Linked DNA regions of Canis lupus: regions 1 and 2 are each linked to region 3. A link is a contact called in public Hi-C data. All regions are on one chromosome and are shown on one strand. Each heading gives the region's core, a stretch centred on a gene start, on an enhancer-like site or on the middle of the called end of the contact. The rest is flanking DNA. Distances are from core to core; before and after follow the strand shown.

Region 1 (3,573 bases), core at 970-3,469, 160 kb after region 3:
AACTCTGGGATTATGCCCTGAGCCCAAGGCAGACGCTCAACTGCTGAGCCATCCAGGTGTCCCTGCATTGAAAAGTTTTCATAACTGAACCCCCTATGCAGGTAGCCTAGATAGGTCATGTGCATAAGCTTAATATTTACTGAGTATACTCTGGGCTGAATCAAATAGAATATGCAGATACATACCGAGTTGAAACATGATTTTGATAGCTGGCACTACAGTTCCTCTTGGGCCAAGTGCTTTCTTTGTGTAGGAAAATACTTTGATAAATAGTTGAGGAGTAGAAGGTGGTCCTGAAGGTATAGGTTAGGAAACAGAGATAACTAAAAGTATTATATAAAGAGAGAAAAGAAGAGAGAGAGGGCCAGGGAGATGTTGGTTAGTGCAGGGTTGCCATTTCTGCTGAAAAAGGATATGGGTTGGTGGATACCAATGCCATTAGGATACCGAGGTCCTTCCAAGACCAGGGAATTCTAACTTTAGGTTATCTGCATCCTTCATTTAAAACCCTTCAGCTGCTCCAAACCTTCAGCGGAACCTGTTATACAAATGACCAACCAAAGAAAAGGGCTTGATTTCCAAACTGTGTCAGCAGGAGAGAAAAGCGCTGCAGAAGGTGAGATGTGAGAGAGTCCATGTGTTCAGAGAGAGCAAGAACTCAGCCAGAAGTGACCCTGAGATTCTAAAACCCCCAGGGATTGTACCATCTTGGAGAGAACATTGGCCTTTCCACACGAGGTGGGAAAGGGACTTGAGTCAATTTTAACAAAATTTCTGTGGACAAGGTGACCCCGACTGAGAACTGGATGACATGCACAGTAAGCAGCTTGCTATTTTCAATCATAATTTCTCAAGAGACATTTATTGGTAGAAAATGACAGGGTAATTCTGCCGCCCCCCTTCCTCCGTTTATTTAAATTACTAGGTCTCATTTTCCTCATCTGCAAAGTCTGGAGATTGGACAGAGACCATCTCCGTGGTTTCTATTAGAGTCTACAGCTCTAATAACGATGTTACAGATGCAGAGAACAGACTGGTGGTTGCCAGATGTGGGGATTGGGAGTAGTGGGTGAGGAGGGTGGTCGAAGGGTACAAATTTCCTATTGTAAAATAAGTCAGTCCTGGGGATGTAAGGTACAGCCTGGTGACCAAAGTTAACAACACTGTATTGTATATTTGTAAGTTGCTAAGACTGATCTTGAATTATTTTTATGTTTTTTTTTTTTTTTTTGAGGTACATTCACCTACAGTGAAATGTGCAGATTTTACGGGTACTATTCCATGAGTTTTGACAAAGGCATATGCCTCTGTAACCCGAAGCCTAAGGAAGAGACAGAGCTTCTCCATCACTAGAGAATTCCGTCTTCAGCCGCACCCCAGCCTCCCCTCCGGCCACCCCTCTTCTGACTCTTACCACGAAGGGTTAAATAAGATTTAAACATTGTTAAATGCCAGTCTTTGTTTCACAGTGGTCCATCGGTATCGACGCCCTGATTTCTCCAAGGCACTGGGCACTAGACATCGTCTCCATTTTGCAGAGTAAGGCGTTCCGCATCCGGGAGTGAACTGCCCCCGGGGATCCGCTGCCCCGGGTAGGGGCAGGGCGGGAACCGAGAAGCGGTTCTGCGGTTTCTACGGTTTCTACGGCCCCGGCCCCGCACCTCTGAGAAGGCTGCTGCAGAGTCCACAAACCATCACCTCAGGAATAGCATACGCCTCAAACGTTCAGCCCAAATCGGCGCCTCTTAGGCGTTCTCAGACCTCAACAATCCGAAAGGCCGTACGCTCTACACCTTACTAAGGGACTCCTCTCCACCCTGCTCCTCCGAAAGCGGCAGAGGGTGTGCAACACTGCAAATGGGATTTTGCTGGTGGAAAGGCCAAAGGGGGACGGGCCGGCCCGGGCCCGACGACCTTTACGGAGCCCGGCGGCGAGACGCCCGGCGCTGCCTCCTCCGGCGCCACAGCTACCGTCTCAGAATAGAGCGGCACCGAGGCGCTCCGCCGACCGCAGCGGACCAGCGTCCGGCCGAGGGATTGGCCGCGGCCGCGGCAGGGCTCGTCGGGCAGTCCCCGAGCTCGATCAGCCGCGCGTCCTCCTCCAGGTCACCGCCCGCCCCTCTCCGCCTCACCCTTGCGCCGCCCTTCCCCCGCACCCGGGCGGGGTTCTCAGGCTCCTCCCCCGAGTTGACTGTGAGCCTCTGTGCTCCCCCCACCGCTCGCCTCGCGGCTGCCATGGCAACCGTACGCCGCCGCCGCCGCCTCTTCACGCACGTCGGGAACTAACGGACTCGGCGGCCGCAGAGGCCTGTGCCCTTCCCCCAACCGGGCCGCATCACCAACCGGCGGCCGAGCTGCGGCACCTAGGTAATGAATCCGAGGGAGAGGGGCGCAAGCAGGAGAGCAGGTGGGGGGGTATCCAGGCTGACAGCCCCACCCAGTGTCCCGCCGCCTAGGCGGTGCGGCGGCGCGGCGGTCGGGGCGCCGGCAGGGGAGGTGGAGAACAGTGGGAGCTCGAGGCTCGCGGGGCATTATGGGGATCGTAGTTTAGCGGCCCCGCAGGCTTGCGGCCGTGGCGGCGTGGCCTGGACCGGCGAACTACAAAGCCCGGCGGCCCTGGCTGCTGGGAAAGACCGATAAACTTTGAGCCTACCGGGCCAGAGAAAATCTGTGTCTTTGTGGTGCTGGGGCTCTTGGGTGGTCGCCGAACTGCGCTCTGCGCTGGGAAAGGGAAGTGGAGGTGAGACTTGGGCTTCCCGTCCTGCCGTTTGGCCCGCCCCGGTTAACAGCGCTCAGCCCCACCCCGACTGGGCTGGGCCACCGCCCCCGGTAGTCTCGGTGATGAGCAGCCGCCCCAGCTGCAGGGCCTCGGGCCTGCGGCGCCTCTGACCCTCCCAGGTTGCTGCTGCCGCTCGGTGCCGAACCGTATGTATGGCACACATTTGATGGGAGACCGAGAAACGGTTTTTTTTAACAGGCCTTTCTCCTTTCCCTAATACGTTTATTTTTAGATATTTAATCATGTTTATTCTGAAGTAGCTCGGAGGTGTTTGCATATTAAAGCCATTAATAATTACTCAGAGGGCATTAATATTTAAAGGTCAAGTGTAGAAGTAGAGACCATGCTATTATATAGTAATACCTTAAAAAAAAACCGTTCTGCCTTTTGCGTTTTATTTATTGAGGGTCAATATTGTAAAATGAGCCCCCCTCACCCCTACTTAATACTAGCTTGAACATTACCTACACATATTTGAAGATTAATTTAGCTTTAAATTACTAGTGATTTTTAAAGCACAGACTGGTCTTTTTTTTTTTTTTTTTTTAAAGCAGTGAGTAGTAGTAATTATTTTCTTTGATTATTTTAATGTTCTTTAGAATTTCTCGGTAGCATGTTTTCAGAATGAAAAATGCCGTGTTCTACTTAAAAAAAAACAAAAAACAAAAAACTCTGCAATACACCTTAGTCCTTAGAGTTGGCTCAGGCCTTGGTGGTAAGGAAGCCCACCAGATTTAAAAAACCTGCCTTGATTATCTTTTAAAATTTTTTCAACAGGTAGATAACGATCCTAG
Region 2 (3,604 bases), core at 680-3,179, 220 kb after region 3:
AAGCTTCAGTTTCCAGGGTTTTTATTGGATTTCATTACATAGTCATGATTGGTTAAATCATTGCCTGTGTGTCTCAGTTTCCAGTCTCCCTTCTTTCTCTACGTCTTGTTGATATCCTATGGCTCAAAGCCCCAATTCTTTAATGCCATGGTTGACTTTTCTGGCAAGGCTAGCCACCATCCTCATTAGCATAAACTGTATAGGGGCCCACCATGAGTCACCTCAACATAAAATTTCGGGATTCAAATGAACAACAAAAGCACTCCTGTCACTTGGAAATTCTGAGGATTTATAGTTTTCTTCCCAGGAACTGGGGAAAAAGACCAGTCAAATTCTTTATTATATAAGGTGCATACACTATGAATTGGTACTGAAAATTGGGAAGAGGGGCAGATTTAAATAGAAACAAAATATGTTTAGGTAAATAGTAAGTAATTGGAAACAGGTCTGGAGCTTAGAACAGAGTTTGAATTTAAATTAAAATTGTGATAATATGGGTGTGGATGAGATTGTTTAAGGAAGTCTATAAAGGAAAAAGAGCAAACGGTTTGGAATTGCTTCAAGAATATAAAGGGCAGGGGAGGAGGAAACCTGAAAGGCAGTGAAGAGAGTCATGAGTAGGAGGAGCATCAGGGAAGAACAGTGTCATAGAACTAACATAGGGAGGAAGCACTTCAGGAAGAAGGGAATGAACATCAGGTAACAGCACCAGCAGAGGTCAGGGAGAAGGAAAGAAGATATGGGATGAAAAGTGACCACTGGATTAGTAAATTAGGTAGTTTTAATGAATTAGTGGAGGCAGAACTCAGATTGTAGCTCAAAAAGAAAAACTAGTAAGCATGAAATTTTTAAAGAAGGTTGGCTGAGAAGGTAAAAAGTGGATAGTATAAAGGGGATTCGTAGGGTTGAGCAAAGGATTTTTTTTTTTTTTTTTTTAAACAGGACAGATTTAAGTATGTTTATATACTGGGGGAAAGAGCCAATAGAGAAGGAGATATAGGAAATAGAGGAGATAATTGAAAGAATAATTCATGAGGAGCTGAAATTTATAAATATTGTACTGTGTGATTCTATCTATGTACAGAGACTGATGTTGGAAATTAACTCCTATTGGAGGTGCCCACATGAAAGACATTACAGGAACAGAGAGGGCATTCAAAGGGGACATTAGAGAAATAATGAATTTTGCTATAGCTGTGCTTATACTATTAGTTGTTTTTAGTTTTCAAAATCCATCTCAGTTATAAGCTCCTTGCAGAGCAAAAAAACAGTTACTAAAGTAGTGTTTCAAATCTTCTTTCTGGGTGTCAGAATTCTATAGGTAGTGTAAACCTTAAAAATAAAGCTGTCATCACGCTCCCTGCATGGAGCCTCCTTCTCCCTCTGCCTATGTCTCTGCCTCTCTATGTGTGTGTCTCTCATGAATAAATAAAAAATCTTAAAACAAAACAAAACGGGACGCTGGACGCCTGGGTGGCTTAGCGGTTGAGCGTCTGCCTTTGGCTCAGGATCTAGTCCCACATTGGGCTTCCCGTATGGAGCCTGCTTCTCCCTCTGCCTATGTCTCTGCCTCTCTCTCTCTCTGTGTCTCATGAATAAATAAAATCTTAAAAAAAAAAAGCTGTCAGTTATTTTATCAGCAAAAAATGGGCTTATTTGAGAATAGCAGAGAATTACAATTTGGGACAAACAAGCTATAGCGATAGCCAAGTCTGGAGAACAGAGGAGAGGAAAACTCTTTTTTATAGAGAAAAGGGAAAATTGGGAGGTTGTTAGTAAAAGCCTATTTGAGTAAAGTGTGAGGTTACAGTGTAATGGTTTTTCATTGGCTGGGTTATGACACTCTTTCATTGACTAGGCTGTTGCCAGGGGGAGGGTAGGGGGTGGCGATAGTAGCTAACACAGCATAGACTTGCAAGATAGGTCTCTTCCAGTTGGGTCTGCAATTGACTAAGAGTTGTAGAGCATGAGAGCTCCCCCTTCTGGCTTCGTAGCTCTATTTTAAAGGAGTCTTCCATTAATTTTCACACTAGAAAAGGGTTTGGACAGTTTCTGAATTTGTGAAACTTTATATGTGCATAATTTTCAAAATTTAAATCTCCAGAAACATATTAAATAAATAGGACAGAATTCTTCTTAAGATTACCAACTATTATACAAAAGAAATGTGATGTTCACTGGGTATCTGAACTCCCATTGAAAGTGTGAGAAGAAAATCCAGTATTCTTCAATAGTAGAGGATTGGTGTTATTGAATAATTTTTACTTCTAGTTGATTTATTTTTACAGAAGCATTTTTGTTTGTTTTCAAAGATGGTAAGTAAAATTTAGTTTTTAGTCTATATTTAGTGACTCTTTCATTACTAACACTGTTTTATATGAACTATTAATTGTCTAGCACATTAATCTGATAAAATGCTAGCTAAATTGATTATTCTTGAATTGCCACTGGATTTTAGTTACCTTCTTAACTAATAAGTGATCTCTACTTTGTTTAAAAACTGTGTATTATGTTTTGTGGAAGACAGGTTTTGTCTCTTTGAAGGGCAAGGAATGTATAATTCTACTAGATGTGGTAGGAAATGTCTTAATTTCATTATGTTTAAACAGAGCAGTCACTCTTAAGCCATGCTCAAGACTATACATACTTACCTTCTTCCAGGTAGAAAATTGGGTAGGTTCTTTTTAAATATATCAGAAGATTTCTTACTGTCTGGGCCTTTTGTTAGCCCATCCCTGAGTACCTCTCATTTGAGGTATTTTGTGAAATCAGTCTGCATTTTTTTTTAATCTGTGAAATGATACTCATGTCAAATGCACCATGAGTGACATGGTGACAGTTGAGTTTCTTTTTTCATGGGGAAATTTTTAATGTACATCAATAGCTGATGATATTTTATAAGAATACATTTTAATTTGATAAAACATTTAATACAGATTTTGAAATTTCAGGGTGTACTGATGGTTGGACCCCCGGGCACTGGTAAGACTATGCTAGCTAAAGCTGTTGCCACTGAATGTGGCACAACATTCTTCAATGTTTCATCTTCTACACTGACATCTAAATATAGAGGTGAATCTGAGAAGTTAGTCCGTCTGTTGTTTGAAATGGTGAGTGATGATATATTCAGATTTCAAAGTACTGTTTCTGTAGGCGAATGATATCCCTTTTATATCCATTTACCTAGGGATCTGTTTTTTGTTTTTTTTTTTAAGATTTTATTTATTTATTCATGAGACACACACACACACACACACACACAGAGGCAGAGACACAGGCAGAGGGAGAAGCAGGCTCCATGCAGGGAGCCTAATGTGGGACTCGATCCTGGGACTCCAGGATCATGCCCTGAGCCAAAGGCAGACGCTCAACTGCTAAGCCACCCAGGTGTCCTGGGATCTGTTTTTAAAAGGACTAATGGAGTTGTAGTTGAACAGTTCTTGACACATGAGTAAGGTATAAGGTGGTGGCTTTTTTGGAGGGTTGATGTGTCTTCAGTGTTTCTTCCTCTCTGAGATAAGGGCAGCTTATCCAGTGAGGGTGGAAGACACTTTGGAAGTAATATGTATGGTTTGATATTTCAGGATTTCTAATGAGCTGGTTG
Region 3 (3,529 bases), core at 900-3,399:
CTGTGATCACCTCCATTTGATAGCTGAGAGAATTGAAGCACAAAGTGATTTAAAAAAAAACTTGCCTACAATTATACAGCTAAGTAGCACAGCTGGGATTTGAACCCAGTTCTAGTTGAACCCAGTGTCTATCCCTCACCATATCATTCTGCTTAAATAGAAACCTGTGTGGGCTCATTGCTTTCCTGTGGTTCTGTGATCGTGAACTTAGCCTGGGAAGCAAGCTATTAGAGAAAACTGGTAAAAGTGTGTGGTTGGGACAAAGCAAATCCAACATTGCTCCTGCAAAATATTGGTGGTAACGTCTTCAAATAATAGTCAAATTTTAGTATCATGGATGCCATTTAAAACGTCAACAATTTTTATGAATATTTTGTAATATAGGCCCTGAGAATGTGAAGCAGAATTGAAGTAAATGTCTAGATTTGAATAGAGCGCAAAACATAGGGAAAGTAGACAAGAGTAAATACATGTGAAGATAATAATATAAAAGCTACCTTGAGATGTTTACTTTTTAAATAGCGCTCATACGTTATACTAGTTTATATATCCTTTAATATTATACTCATTTTCATATGCATGTGCCATGTATTGTCCACTCAGTGAGACTATAATCCCTGAGACCAGTCATGTATTTTTTTAAAAAAAAAGGAGTAAGCATTAAAACCATAGGTCACGAAAGGTTATCTAAGCCTATTCTCAAACAGTTTAATAAATGGGAGCAAATACATTAGGTTATGGATGCTTTGAGTAGATACAAGAAATGAATTAACATAATAAAATGATTTGTTTTTAACTTTGATCTATTACATTGGGAGGAATTGGCTGGTGGATTTAGAAGTATTATAAACACACCATTAGAGAGTGAAAAAGGGGAAGTCTGTTATAACTGAACAGGGGTGTGGTCTGCTTAGGCTAAGGAGGAATAGATAATCGTTTCATAAAAGACCAATAGAACTATAGTCTTCAGAACTGACCATTATAGCTAGTACATTTTCTTTACAGACATAGTAAGTATGTCTATTAATACCAGCCAGCTTGGCGAGTTAGAGAAACCACAGCCTGTGGATTTGGGCATATGCACTCTCTGCCTGCATCTAATCCTCCGGGTAACAATATACGTACAACTGCTGTAATCCTAGAGCAGTTACATGGATGCACTAAGTGGTGTGATGGGAGAGAAAGATAGCATCACAAGGATTCGTTTGATTATAACAGTAATCCACACCAAGTCAAATAAAATAGCCAAACAGGCAAAAATGTGGTCTCTAATGAATTTGCTAATTCTAGCAGGCCCTCACAAACATTTCCTGCTAGAGTACCCCATATCAAAACGAAGTAGCTGTGCTTTAATTACATGGGATAATTATTTGATTTCCAGGAAGTTAAGACAGTGCTTTGTATTTAAATAAAAAGTTCTAGACATGCTGTGAAACTCGATCAAACCAAGAAAAAGAGTGAAACTGAATGCCTGTTCAGTGAGTCAAGATTTCAGCTGCTCAGCAAGCTTGACGTTACGGCTTATGAGCCCAGAAATGGGGTATTTTAAAACCGGCTGACTGGATCATGTCACTTTGCTGCAGGAAAAGCCCTACCTTTCCAGAGATCTCAAGTGTAATGCAACCATATGCTGTTGAGGGGCTCGAATCTTGGCTGCCTTTGCCCCTCTGCACTAGCCGATACCCCAATTTTCAGGGGACGTGATCTCAAACTGTCGCACTCACTTTTGAAGGTCTGTTAAAATTCTGGGGCCTCTTATTTCAATGGCTTTGGAAGTGAGTTTGGGGTAAGAAGGGGGGGGGAGGCCTGTGAGTGTCTCTTTTGCCTGAGGAGTTGGGGACACTTGTGGAAAAGTCAGGCACTTTTCGCTCCGGCGGCCGCTCCGGTGTGGGGCTGGCTTGGGTTAGACACATGCACACATACACCATAGAGCTCTGCTTTCCCGTAGCAGCTGCTGCCTCTGCCTCTGCCTCTCCCGCCTCAGCCTCTTTGCCCGGCATACACACACATTCAGATTTGCGCGCTGTTTCAATCCTTGATGACGTGTCCCCGGAGACAGCCAATAGCAAACGGGCTCTGGTCAGGACAATGGGAGGTATCGGGCCAATGAGCGAGCCCCGTGAGTTGGCGGTAGCCAATAGGAGCCGCGCTGGCTGGAGAGTAATGTTACAGAGCGGAGAGAGTGAGGAGGCTGCGTCTGGCTCCCGCTCTCACAGCCATTGCAGTACATTGAGCTCCATAGAGACAGCGCCGGGGCAAGTGAGAGCCAGACGGGCACTGGGCGACTCTGTGCCTCGCTGAGGGTGAGTCTGGGGCAGCGCCGCGGCGGGGAGAGCGCCTCCGGCAGCTCCCCACCCCGCGCGGTGGCCGGATCCCCGCGGCCGGGAGCCGGCGGGTCAGGATCCACACAAAGGCAAATGAGGGGGGACCGTGGGGGGAACTGCGCACGGAGCGAGCCTCTTCTCGGGCGCCGGGAGCCCTGCCCCGCGCCGGAACCCCGGCCCACAGGCTGCCTGAGGCGCTGCGAACCCCGAGCCCCGCGAGTTTCCACCCCCGGCGGCGTCCGCGCTGACTGGCGCAAAAAAAATTTTTTTTAATTAAAAAAAATTTTTTCAACGTGTTTTGGGCCCCCGGGCCGAGTGTTCGAGCGGCCGGCGTGCGCGGGGGGCGGCGGGCGGCGGGGCCGGCGGCGGGAGGGCAGGCGGGCGGGCGGACAGGCGGGCAGGCGGCGGCGCTTCCACGGGCTGCATTGGCCGCCGCAGAGAGCCGGGCGCCGGCGGCGAGCGCGGGCGGGCGGGCGGGCGCTGCGGGCGAGGCGGCGCGGTGGGCCGGGGGCGGCGGCGCGGGGCCGAGCCCGCCGGCCTGTGCCCGGGCGCGGCGGCGGCGGTGGCGGCGGCGGCGGCGGCGGCGGCGGCTCGGCGGCGGGGGGAGCGGCGCCGCTGCGCTCGCTGGAACATGGCTGACTCGGCCCGGCGCTGCTGGCTGGAGAGAAAACAAGGCGGGCGGGAGCGGGCGGGGGACCTGGGCGCAGCAGTTCCGAGGCAACTTTTTTTTCCTCTCTAACCAGCCCCGCGTTCTCCGTGCGGGGGCGGCCGGGGCGCGCGGGCCCACGCCGAGGGGGCCGGGGAGCGGCGGGCCGGTGGGCGCCTCCCGGGGCGGCCCCCTCCCCCGCGGGCCGGGAGGGGGAGGGTCCGGGCCCGCGCGCCCCCCGCCCCCCCCCCCCCGGCTGTAATGGCCGAGTGTGTGCGCCAGAGCGCGGCGCGCACCCCGCCCGCCTGCGCTCACACTCACACACTCGCTCACACACACACACACACACACACACACACACACACACACACACACACACACACACACACACACAAAGGGAAGGAGCCATATTCTCGCTCGCGCTCGCCCTCGCGGCGGCGGCGGCGGCGCAGGCGGGGAAGACGCGCAGCGGCCATTCCGTGCGCGGCGGCCCCGGCGGCCGCGGGCGGAGCCAGCCCCCATTTCGAGCGGGGCTTCTCCCTCCGCCGAGCTGACAAAA

Evidence for each region. A called contact is a pair of places that touch in the nucleus more often than the background predicts.
Region 1: a Hi-C map of blood shows a contact between it and region 3, with 6 times the contacts expected there. The contact joins the promoter of KATNAL1 here to the promoter of HMGB1 in region 3. A contact is called at or near these places in 3 of 9 Hi-C or Micro-C datasets (amygdala and blood).
Region 2: a Hi-C map of blood shows a contact between it and region 3, with 1.8 times the contacts expected there. The contact joins the enhancer-like site here to the promoter of HMGB1 in region 3. A contact is called at or near these places in 2 of 9 Hi-C or Micro-C datasets (amygdala and blood).

Annotation. Positions count from the first base shown.
Region 1 is chr25:9,765,117-9,768,689 of UU_Cfam_GSD_1.0, forward strand. KATNAL1 (katanin p60 ATPase-containing subunit A-like 1) reads left to right here and starts at 2,220. Exons shown (of 12, transcript XM_038573356.1): 1 at 2,220-2,367. LOC102155683 (a long non-coding RNA gene) reads right to left here and starts at 2,109. Exons shown (of 3, transcript XR_005378406.1): 1 at 1,415-2,109; 2 at 186-538.
Region 2 is chr25:9,822,487-9,826,090 of UU_Cfam_GSD_1.0, forward strand. It overlaps KATNAL1 (katanin p60 ATPase-containing subunit A-like 1), which reads left to right. Exons shown (of 12, transcript XM_038573356.1): 7 at 2,952-3,110. Among named protein-coding and RNA genes, the nearest start is that of MIR8825, 27 kb to the right of the region's middle. Within about 2 kb of position 1,930, at least 2 of the 20 cell types and tissues checked have an H3K27ac peak or open chromatin away from gene starts, as enhancers often do. A contact at or near this core is called in blood, where this site is marked.
Region 3 is chr25:9,606,108-9,609,636 of UU_Cfam_GSD_1.0, forward strand. It overlaps HMGB1 (high mobility group box 1), which reads left to right and starts at 2,150. Exons shown (of 5, transcript NM_001002937.2): 1 at 2,150-2,303.